2 separate regions of the Gossypium raimondii genome follow, and region 1 is linked to region 2. The links are chromatin contacts, called in public Hi-C maps. All regions are on one chromosome and are shown on one strand. The core of a region is the stretch at or near the end of the contact, and the rest is flanking DNA. Distances in the headings are between cores, read along the strand shown.

Region 1 (4,731 bases), core at 461-2,960, 200 kb before region 2:
CTTCTAAAATCATTGGGTCCCTATTGCATAAAGTTTTATTTTCTTGGGGGGCAATGCCTCAACGGCAAACAAAAGAGGGACCGAAAAAAAAAATTCATACACAGTGTTAAAGAACAAAATTCGAGTATAGAAAAATTTCATGCACTTTGTGCCTCTAAGAAAGCATTAAAATCGTCCCTAGCTTTACGCAAACGAGGCGTAATGCAAGAAGCCGGTGAAGCAGGGTACGATGTTGGGGATGACGTCGAAAACCTAACATGCCGAGATGATGATTCATGGGATTTCCTGCCTGTTGTTGTTGATCTTGTTTGATTTGAACCATTCTTCAATACCCCTTTTACATCTTTATTATCGAACACAAAAGCAGTTGAAACCGGTAAATGTGCATCGTTCCCAAGGTTATTGATCAACTCCAATGGAAGATCAAAGTATAGATCACCAACATCATGGTCTGGTATTATTGTTGATGAAGCCCATGATCCACATTCAAACTTTTCAAGGGAAACTGTTCTCGATATCACATTCACACTATTCTCCTTCACCCAAGGTTCTCTTTTTCTTGTCCTCACTTGCTTTGCCTTGGTAAATCCTGGTAGCAACAGGCAAAGGGCACCGCATTTGAAGTCAACTTCATTACTACCATCCATTTCCTCATTGTTAACATTGGGTTTGGAGATTAAACCTCCATGCCTATGATGCTTGTACATCCATAGATCATCAAGTTCATCCGGTGGTCCATATGTTCTTCCATCTCCACATGACTTGCTTCTCCAAAACGTCGTGTTTTGAAGTGATGGGTTCTTATTGACCAACTCGTCAACCTGTTGAGGCAACGCTTGGCTTTCGTGTTTCAAGTTCTTCCTCGAGCCGAATCGAGGGGAAGAAGTCGCGGAGTTTGGAAGGCTGCAACTTAAGAACTTGTGCTTTGCGGGGAGCAAAGGGGGTGGAAGAGGGTAATCAGTTTCAGCTTGAGGTGGTAACATCATGTTGAAACTTATTTCTCCCATGGATGATTCTCGTAATGAAATTGGATCAACGGATATTTGTTTTTCCCTTTGCAGGCTATTCTTCTTGTCTAGGGTCTTAGGCACTTGAATAGCAAAGTCAAGCTCATGAAGGTCCTTGTAAATTTCATGGAGTTCTCGAGCAATTTTGTTGGTGGTGGGAACTATTTTCGAAGTAGAAAGTGCCATTGAATTGAAAAGAAACAAAACTGTGAGGATGAAATGAAACGATGAGATCGTCTAACAGCCAGGACCATATATTGGTAGAGCAGCTCTGTAAGTGATTTGCATGTCGCATGATTAAAGGCTGATCACCATTACAAAATTCACTTATCTTTACAATAATTAACAGTTGATGCGTGCCACAACCACTCTAACACCACTCACTTTGTTAACTTGGTCAAAATACAAAAATAATTAAAATTTTATTTGTGCTTCTAAATGCTTGCACGTTCATACCCTCTCAAGCTACACAATCGTAAATCATTTTTAAAACAGATCAAACCATTTGGTTTGTGTTCACACTTTAGTCGGTTTGTTTTGATTGTTTAAAATTGACTCTTGGAATAATGATTATTATACTTATAAATATTTTATTTAATTTTAGTTTTAGAAATGAATAAAAATCTTGAGTAAATTGGTAGCTCTAAAAAATCAGACTACCTTGATCATTGTCAACTTCAAAAATAAGTAACTAAATGCTAATAATTTGTTGTCAATTGTATAATTAAGGAGCACATGTTAAATGTCTCTTCTAAGCTGGTTGAGTTTGTTGTGAGTTGTTGTAGCTGTTACAACTGTTATTAATCAGTTGCAGGGTCCCTATGGTGATGTGTGTGCTGCTACAGTCTGCTATAAATGGCTAGGAGCTATAGTTTCCTCGTTAAGTTGATTATCTTGACAATATTTGCTTCAATCCAATCCAACTATGGAGTAAACTAGAAGTGAGAACTTTTTGGCCCAATTGATATAATTGCCTTGGGCTTCTTGGGCCGCTCCTGTCTTCAACCGAACACATAATAGGTGTGTTGCAACTTGCAATACAAAAGAACAGAGAATTTATATTCATTTTCCTTTTTGTTACATTTATGCATGTATGGTTAGGATTATGGCAAAAGAGAGCCTTTATCCCAAAGTTTCCATTTTCCTCCAATGACGTCAATATAGTATATGTTCATCCTAAAATTCTCCCAGCCCTGAGATGTGAATGTTCCCAAGGAATATTTGTTTGTAGGGTAAGCAGATGTAGAATTCTAAGGAATCAATTCCCTTCCCAAACAAACTTGCTTCATATCTTCCAACGTAAATTTCATGTTTTCTACATCTTTATTATTTTAATGGAGAGAAAATCGTCAACTTGTCCAAAAGGTTGCTGCTCCAAACAGAAATGGCTAACAACATGGTAACATAACAATGAAGGAAAACCAACCCAAAGCCCTTTGCATAAGGCAATCCTCCAAAGCCTAAAAACTATAGACTTGAACTACAAGACAATCAAATCTCTAATGCCAAGAATTCTCTTCTTCCACCCTTGTATTATCTCCTTTTCTTTCCCATCTTCCATCCCCCATTTATACCAGGATTCACAATCTCAATCCACATCACCCAAAAAAAAACTTGAAACCAAAAACCAGTAAACTTGCAGAAAAATGGAGGGTTTTATTCCATGCCAAGAAGGGTCAGCAGAAATTGTGTTTTTCGACATAGAAACTACAGTACCCAACAGAACCGGTCAAAGGTTCTGTGTATTGGAGTTTGGTGCCATTGTAGTATGTCCAAGGAACCTGGTTGAGCTAGAGAGTTATAGTACCCTGATAAAGCCCAAGGACTTGTCTGTTGTTGCATTGAGGTCCGGCAGGTCTGATGGGATAACTAGAGATGCTGTTGCAAACGCACCTGGATTTGAAGAAGTTGCTGACAAAATATTCAACCTTTTGAATGGTAGGGTTTGGGGGGGTCATAACATTCAGAGATTCGATTGTGTTCGTATTAAGGAGGCCTTTGCTGACATTGGTAGACCACCTCCTGTACCTGTTGGGATCATTGATTCTTTAGGTGTCCTCACTGAGAAGTTTGGCAAAAGAGCTGGTAACATGAAGGTAAAAAACATTCATATATCCAAACTTGAAATTCATGCAATTTTAAGACATGATCATAAACCTGTCATATGTTCATGCAGATGGCAAGCTTAGCTACTTACTTTGGACTTGGGCAACAAAAACACAGGAGCCTGGATGATGTTCGTATGAATTTAGAGGTTCTAAAACATTGTGCAACTGTGCTGTTTTTGGTATGTTCTCAAACATTACTGAATTTCAATTCAACACCCAGTTTTGAAAGAAGAAATGTTTAAAGGGTTTTGAGTTTGTATAGGAATCAAGCCTCCCAAGCATATTGAATAGGAGTTGGCACAGTCCCTCAACAATAACGACAAGAAGTAGAAGCAGTGCAGGGAAATTGACATGCAAGGAAGAAACCAGCAGAAAATCACCAACTTATCAAAGAACAGTTCCCTACACAAGGGAAAGTTTGGGAAAGGTTTGTATGTGTCAATAATTACTATGTAACATGGTTTCTTAATTTTGATTAATGACAAAGGGAAGTGAATTTTAATGAAACAGATGACAGAAAGAGTGAAGAATCTATTGTGTAAAGCACGAGGAAGCCAGCCTATCAACAACTTGCTCAAGCATTCTCATTCAGTGCTCAGATGAATCAAAATTTCACATTATTGCTGATCTGGAAGAACAAAGATTAAAGGATGATATATCATCCCTTCCATCTTCAATATTAGCATCAAGCATAAAAGGGTCTTTCCCTAGCTTATTGATTTCATGAATTTATCTCATAATTCAATATGAGAATTTGGGGGACACCCTTTTTTGTGGATTATTCATTTATTATTTGTAACATTCATTTCAATTAATCAATTGAATTCAGATTTAAATTGTTAATTTTAAAAGTTGAGTTTATTAAATGAATTTTTTAATCCAATTAACACGTTTAAACCAGGCCATATATACCATCTATTACTTTTTTTTTATTAACCCAAATTAATAATTCAGATTGAAAGGTTTCCCGTTAGGAAAAACTAGCAGAGAAAACTAACTTTTACAAAAAGAACCAAAAAGGAAAAGGTACAATGATGAATTTCTTCCTTAACATTTACATCTTTTGTCAAATTGGTCCTTATTCCTTGTTTGAATTAAATTTGACTCTCAATCATTTTAAAGAGTCCAATTTGACTATCAACTTTTCAAAGAGAGTCATATTGTTGTTTTTCTAAAGAAAATATTGACTAAAGCATTAAATTTTTAGATATGGTAGCTTGCATGGCAGTCTATGTGTACTTTATTCTATTTTTGAATTTTTATGAACTATTTATTATATATTTTATTTATTTCTTTGAAGATTTTATCAATTTTAATTTATTTGTTGACATGACATATAAGACAAATAATGTCGTGTTAATATAAAGTACATGTAGATTGTCCCGTGGGTTGTCACGCCAACATTGTAAAAAATTTAATTTTTTAGATAGCATTTCCATTGAAAAAAAAGGTGATTTGACTCTTTTGAAAGGTTAAGGGCCAAATTTAGCTAAAATAATAAGAGCCAAATTTACAAAAAAAATGCAAACATTGAGAGCTAAATTTATTATTATGCCAAAAAAAAAAAATAGTGATAAAGATTTTAGGATTGATACACTATTTGGTACCTATGTTTG
Region 2 (4,519 bases), core at 798-3,297:
AAGTATAAAGTTGAAAAAATAATAACACAGTATATCAAAGGATGTAAATGCATAAAAGTACATAGTAGCCAAAGAGCGAGACATTACATGAAGAAACAAGGATCTCAAATGGCATAAAATCCAGCCACAATTTTCAGAACATGTGCAATGAGCTCAATTAAGCTTGATTTTCAACAAGAAAAAAATGCATTGAATAAGAAAAGAATCAAAATATATTGATAGTACTTATTAATGCTAACATATTCCACACAAGTTAATGTCAGCTGCCAATAGCGCCTCAGGGGTGAAAGACTTCACAGCTAATCCCCTAACAAATCTATGTAGTCAAGCCCCTAGTTTTACATCTATGTTGTCTCAAACTGCTACCAAGCCTTCATACAACCATATTTTACCTCAGCACTAAGATTATCTATACCTTACTCTATTTATGTGATTGAAAAATGAGGTATGACCAAAAAAGAAAAAAAAAGTTGAAAGTTAATATGTGCAGAGCTATGGAGTATTGACCAAAAACCAAACTGGCTAGAATTATACATCTGCGGTTTCATGCATGCAGGTAGCAATAGCAATATCTTTGGTCATAGTTAATAGAGATCTTAATGAGTTAATTTATGGAAACTGAATAATCCAAGAACCTATTATTTACATAGCAAAAATAGCATCTTTAAGGTCAAAACTTGCTGACATTCAGAATGCAGAATTCGTTATCCAGTGAATAATGTAAAAGAAACTCTCTCTCTCTCTCTCTCTATATATATATATATATATATATATAAGAAAAAGAGAGAGAAACATTGCACATTCCTAAAAATCCAATTATAGAGAAGATGCTAGATTATGTTTTGAGAAACATTAATTGATCAATGAAGCTTTGATTAGTTAAGTAAATTTGGAACAAATGTATAATAATCAAGCTTGAAGTAAAGCAAGGGAATTGAGATCAACTTTTACCAAATAAATAAGCTTAATCGAACAAGCTCCAGCAGTTCAATGTTAATAGAGCAGGCGCTTAAAACGGAAATTCAATCCAAATTGAGCTGAGATTTGAGCCTCGGATTTTAAGTCAAGTGCCAGCTTCTGAGCATAGCTCAGCCCAAGATTTGATTACACACCCTCACCCATATTAATACTGTTGATATTAAAAATTACAACTTCGGTAATCACAAAGCAGGACCAGCCTACCACCTCCTTTGTTAGATTAATAATTAAAAAGTTATCAGATAAAAATTAAACATTCTTTATACCAACAGCCGATACCCAATAAAATGTCAAAATTTAAATCATAAACAAAGTGATTAAATTTCCAATAATTCAGAAAAAAAGAGAGAAAAAAAAATACCTCAACCATGAGAACACCAGGCATTATAGGCCTCTCAGGGAAATGTCCAGGGAAAAAGTTATCATTTATGGTCACATTCTTTATACCAACAGCCGATACACCTGGATTATATTCTATCACTCTATCCACTAACAAGAATGGGAATCTACAAGCCAAATAAAAAAGAACCCAATAAATATATATCAATAACAAGCAAAAGAAAAGCTTAAAAAATAATAAAATTAGTTCACCTGTGTGGTAATATCTCTCTTATTTGATTGATGTCCATCACAGTTGGATAAGCTGGGAACCCTGAAAAATCAAGGGGCAACAAAAACCCCAGTATTTAGAACATAAAGATTTCAAAAACTGAAAATTGGGAGTAAAAAAGGGGGGAAAAAGAAAAAAGAAAAGAGATTACTTGTTTCGATTGGGGTGTCCTTATCTGTGGCGTTGGTTGCATCTAAAGAGCAAAGAAGGGGCGAGTTGGAGCGGCGGGTGAGTTTCAGAGAGAGCGAACGAGATCCGGGGAAAGAAAGAGAAGGTGAAGGAAGAGAGTGGGAGGTCCTTCCGGGTTGACTCAATGAGCCTTGGATGAAAGAAACGAGCGAGTTGGAGGCGAGTGCCATTGGGTTGAGCGATGAATAGAAAGCTGGTAGTAGTGGCGGAGACTTCGAGTTTGAAAGTAAGTGAAACTGTAAAAGGCTTTGGTTAGACCATGTTGTTAATGCTTGCTTATAGTACTTTATTCAATGGTCGGGGACCAAATAAAATAATAAATAAAATTCATTATAATCATCGCCATTGTAATCATCGTCATCGTTCAAACAAAATTATTTTTCATTTCATAACATTTTTGTTGACAGATGCTACCATCAAATTACATAGACAGCACCTATGAGTACTCAAATTTGTATTTTCTTTTATATTTTACTTAAAAATAAAATCTTTTCTACACCAAATTTAGTAGTAAAATTTATTACTTAATTTTTAAGTTTATCAAACATACACTAACTTTCTTTTTAACTGGTTAAATAATATTCTAAATTGATTGGTAAGTCCGCATGTGAACCACCCGATTTAAACATATCATTTACTAGACTTTACAAAATATAAGATGATTTCAGGTGCGACACAAAATAAAAAAATAAAATGAAAATAACATGAATACATGGGACTCATGTGTGACACGAGAGTTTAGATTCAATCCCTAACAACCTCATCTCTACTCTCAATTATAAAAACAATTTATATAAATTTAAAATACCCACATAGATATTTTTAAAAAACAATTTATATAAGTTGAAGCCATAATGACTTATTTGGCTCTCCAACTTTATCAAAAAATTATTTTAGCCCTCCATTTAATTTTTTTCACATCTTTTAACCCTTGAACTTGTATTGTTTGTCAACTCATCTCAAAATGAATGAAAAAGTTAAAATTTGTTAACTTTGTTGACATGGCATTCATATGGTAATCCACATTAGCAATTAATTAATTTTTTAAATATTAGAAAATATTTTTATAATTTTTATAATTTTAAATTTTTTATAGTTTTTAAATTTTTTAAATTTTTAAAATTAATTAATTATTGACATGACATCCACATGGAAATTCACATATATGCTACATCAGCAAAGTTAACAAACGTTAAATTTTCCATTCATTTTGAGGTGATTTGACAAACAACGCAAGTTAAAGAGTTGAGATAAAAAATTAATCAAAAAGCTAAAATGATTTTATTTTATAAAAATTGGAGGGTCAAATAAATCATTATGTCTAAATTCAAATGTAACGCCCCAAAACCCGACCTAGGAGTTTAGACCGAATTTCGGAGGTCACATTGATCACCAAAGTGATTTGAAACAATTTTACAAAATGAGTTGTTAAAATCCTATTCGAACACAGTTATTAAAATCGAACTAAACCATTTAGCCTTTTTAGGATTTAAAACAGAGAATTCAAGTCACGTTGAATGCGCTCGAAAATAAAGTTCTAAAGTTTCTAGAAATCAAAACAAAACTACTTACGAAAATCCAAAATTAGATTGTACCACCGTCTTTATAGTTGTTTACAGTCCCAAACAGTTCACAAATTTAAAAATCTAAAAAGTCCTTTTTATTAGTCCGGCTTAAAACATGTCATTCTGAGACCCCCCGGCATGCCAAGTCCAGCTACAGAAAACGAGAGTACCTGCAAAGGATAAACTAAGGGGGGTGAGCTACACGAGCTCAGTGTGAGTTCGAAAACGATAGATAAATGAACACCAAAATGTCACAATAAAAAAAAATCTCAATGGCAATCTGATATACGAATAGTCTTCACAAACAAATCAAATGTGTCAGTACTCAAACACCTCGATTTATAAACAGTTAGTCTCGCAATCAAACAGACAGACAGATTGTGGAATGAATGCAACAAGTAATAAAAACCCACCTAACCAGCCAAACACCTCTCCGTCCCCTAATCACACCCCAAAAAGAGCTAATTAAGCTCATCCAACCATGCACACCACATAGGAACTCGAAAGGCCCATCCAACCCTACACACCAAGTATGTGGACTTAGCCACTCAAATGTTAATATGTAGTAGAGCTGACATATATGTCGTACTATGTATTACGGCAAACCGTTGTACATACATGTTACAGTTGAAACTGCCAAAACAGATCAGATTCCCTTCTCTTCGCAACCAAACCCAAAAAGATTAATGCAAATACAAAATGCACGCCATTTGAAGACAGACTTACAAAACAGAGTATGGAATCAAAAATTCACACATTCAAATTCACAGAATCAAAATCAAATATAACATAACATAACATTAATTAACACTCAACTGAATCAATTAATTAGAGCTAAGATTGCGAATAACGCACGAGTCCAGGCCGAAACAAAGCCCTGACCACCCTTACAAGGACCTAGCCAAGGGTCGGAACACACAGAATCATAATAAGATCAAAAACAGACACAGTACAAAATTTGGTGACATAAGGCCACACAGCCGGGGCAAGTCCCCAGGCCGTGTGGGGGTCAACACACCCATGTGAAGGACACACATGCCCATGTGAAGGACACACATGCCCATGTGGAGGGGACACACGCTCGTGTGAGTAGCCCGTGTAACTCAATGTCCAAAAGTGCTAAAAATAAAGAGTAGTGGAGACAACCGTGTAGAGATCTCACACACCTGTGTGGTAC

What was found. Hi-C and Micro-C count contacts between places; a contact is called where the count stands out from the background.
Region 1: a Hi-C map of leaf shows a contact between it and region 2, with 2.3 times the contacts expected there. The contact joins the promoter of LOC105787850 here to the promoter of LOC105787839 in region 2. A contact is called at or near these places in 2 of 2 Hi-C or Micro-C datasets (both in leaf).

Annotation. Positions count from the first base shown.
Region 1 is chr2:5,659,315-5,664,045 of ASM2569854v1, reverse strand. It overlaps LOC105787850 (protein NEN4), which reads left to right and starts at 1,710. Exons shown (of 4, transcript XM_012614418.2): 1 at 1,710-3,103; 2 at 3,184-3,294; 3 at 3,378-3,542; 4 at 3,626-3,951. The coding sequence starts at 2,654. The coding sequence ends at 3,718. LOC105787848 reads right to left here and starts at 1,365. Exons shown (of 1, transcript XM_012614417.2): 1 at 1-1,365. The coding sequence starts at 1,193. The coding sequence ends at 138.
Region 2 is chr2:5,462,033-5,466,551 of ASM2569854v1, reverse strand. It overlaps LOC105787839, which reads right to left and starts at 2,047. Exons shown (of 4, transcript XM_012614409.2): 1 at 1,740-2,047; 2 at 1,570-1,630; 3 at 1,340-1,484. The coding sequence starts at 1,947.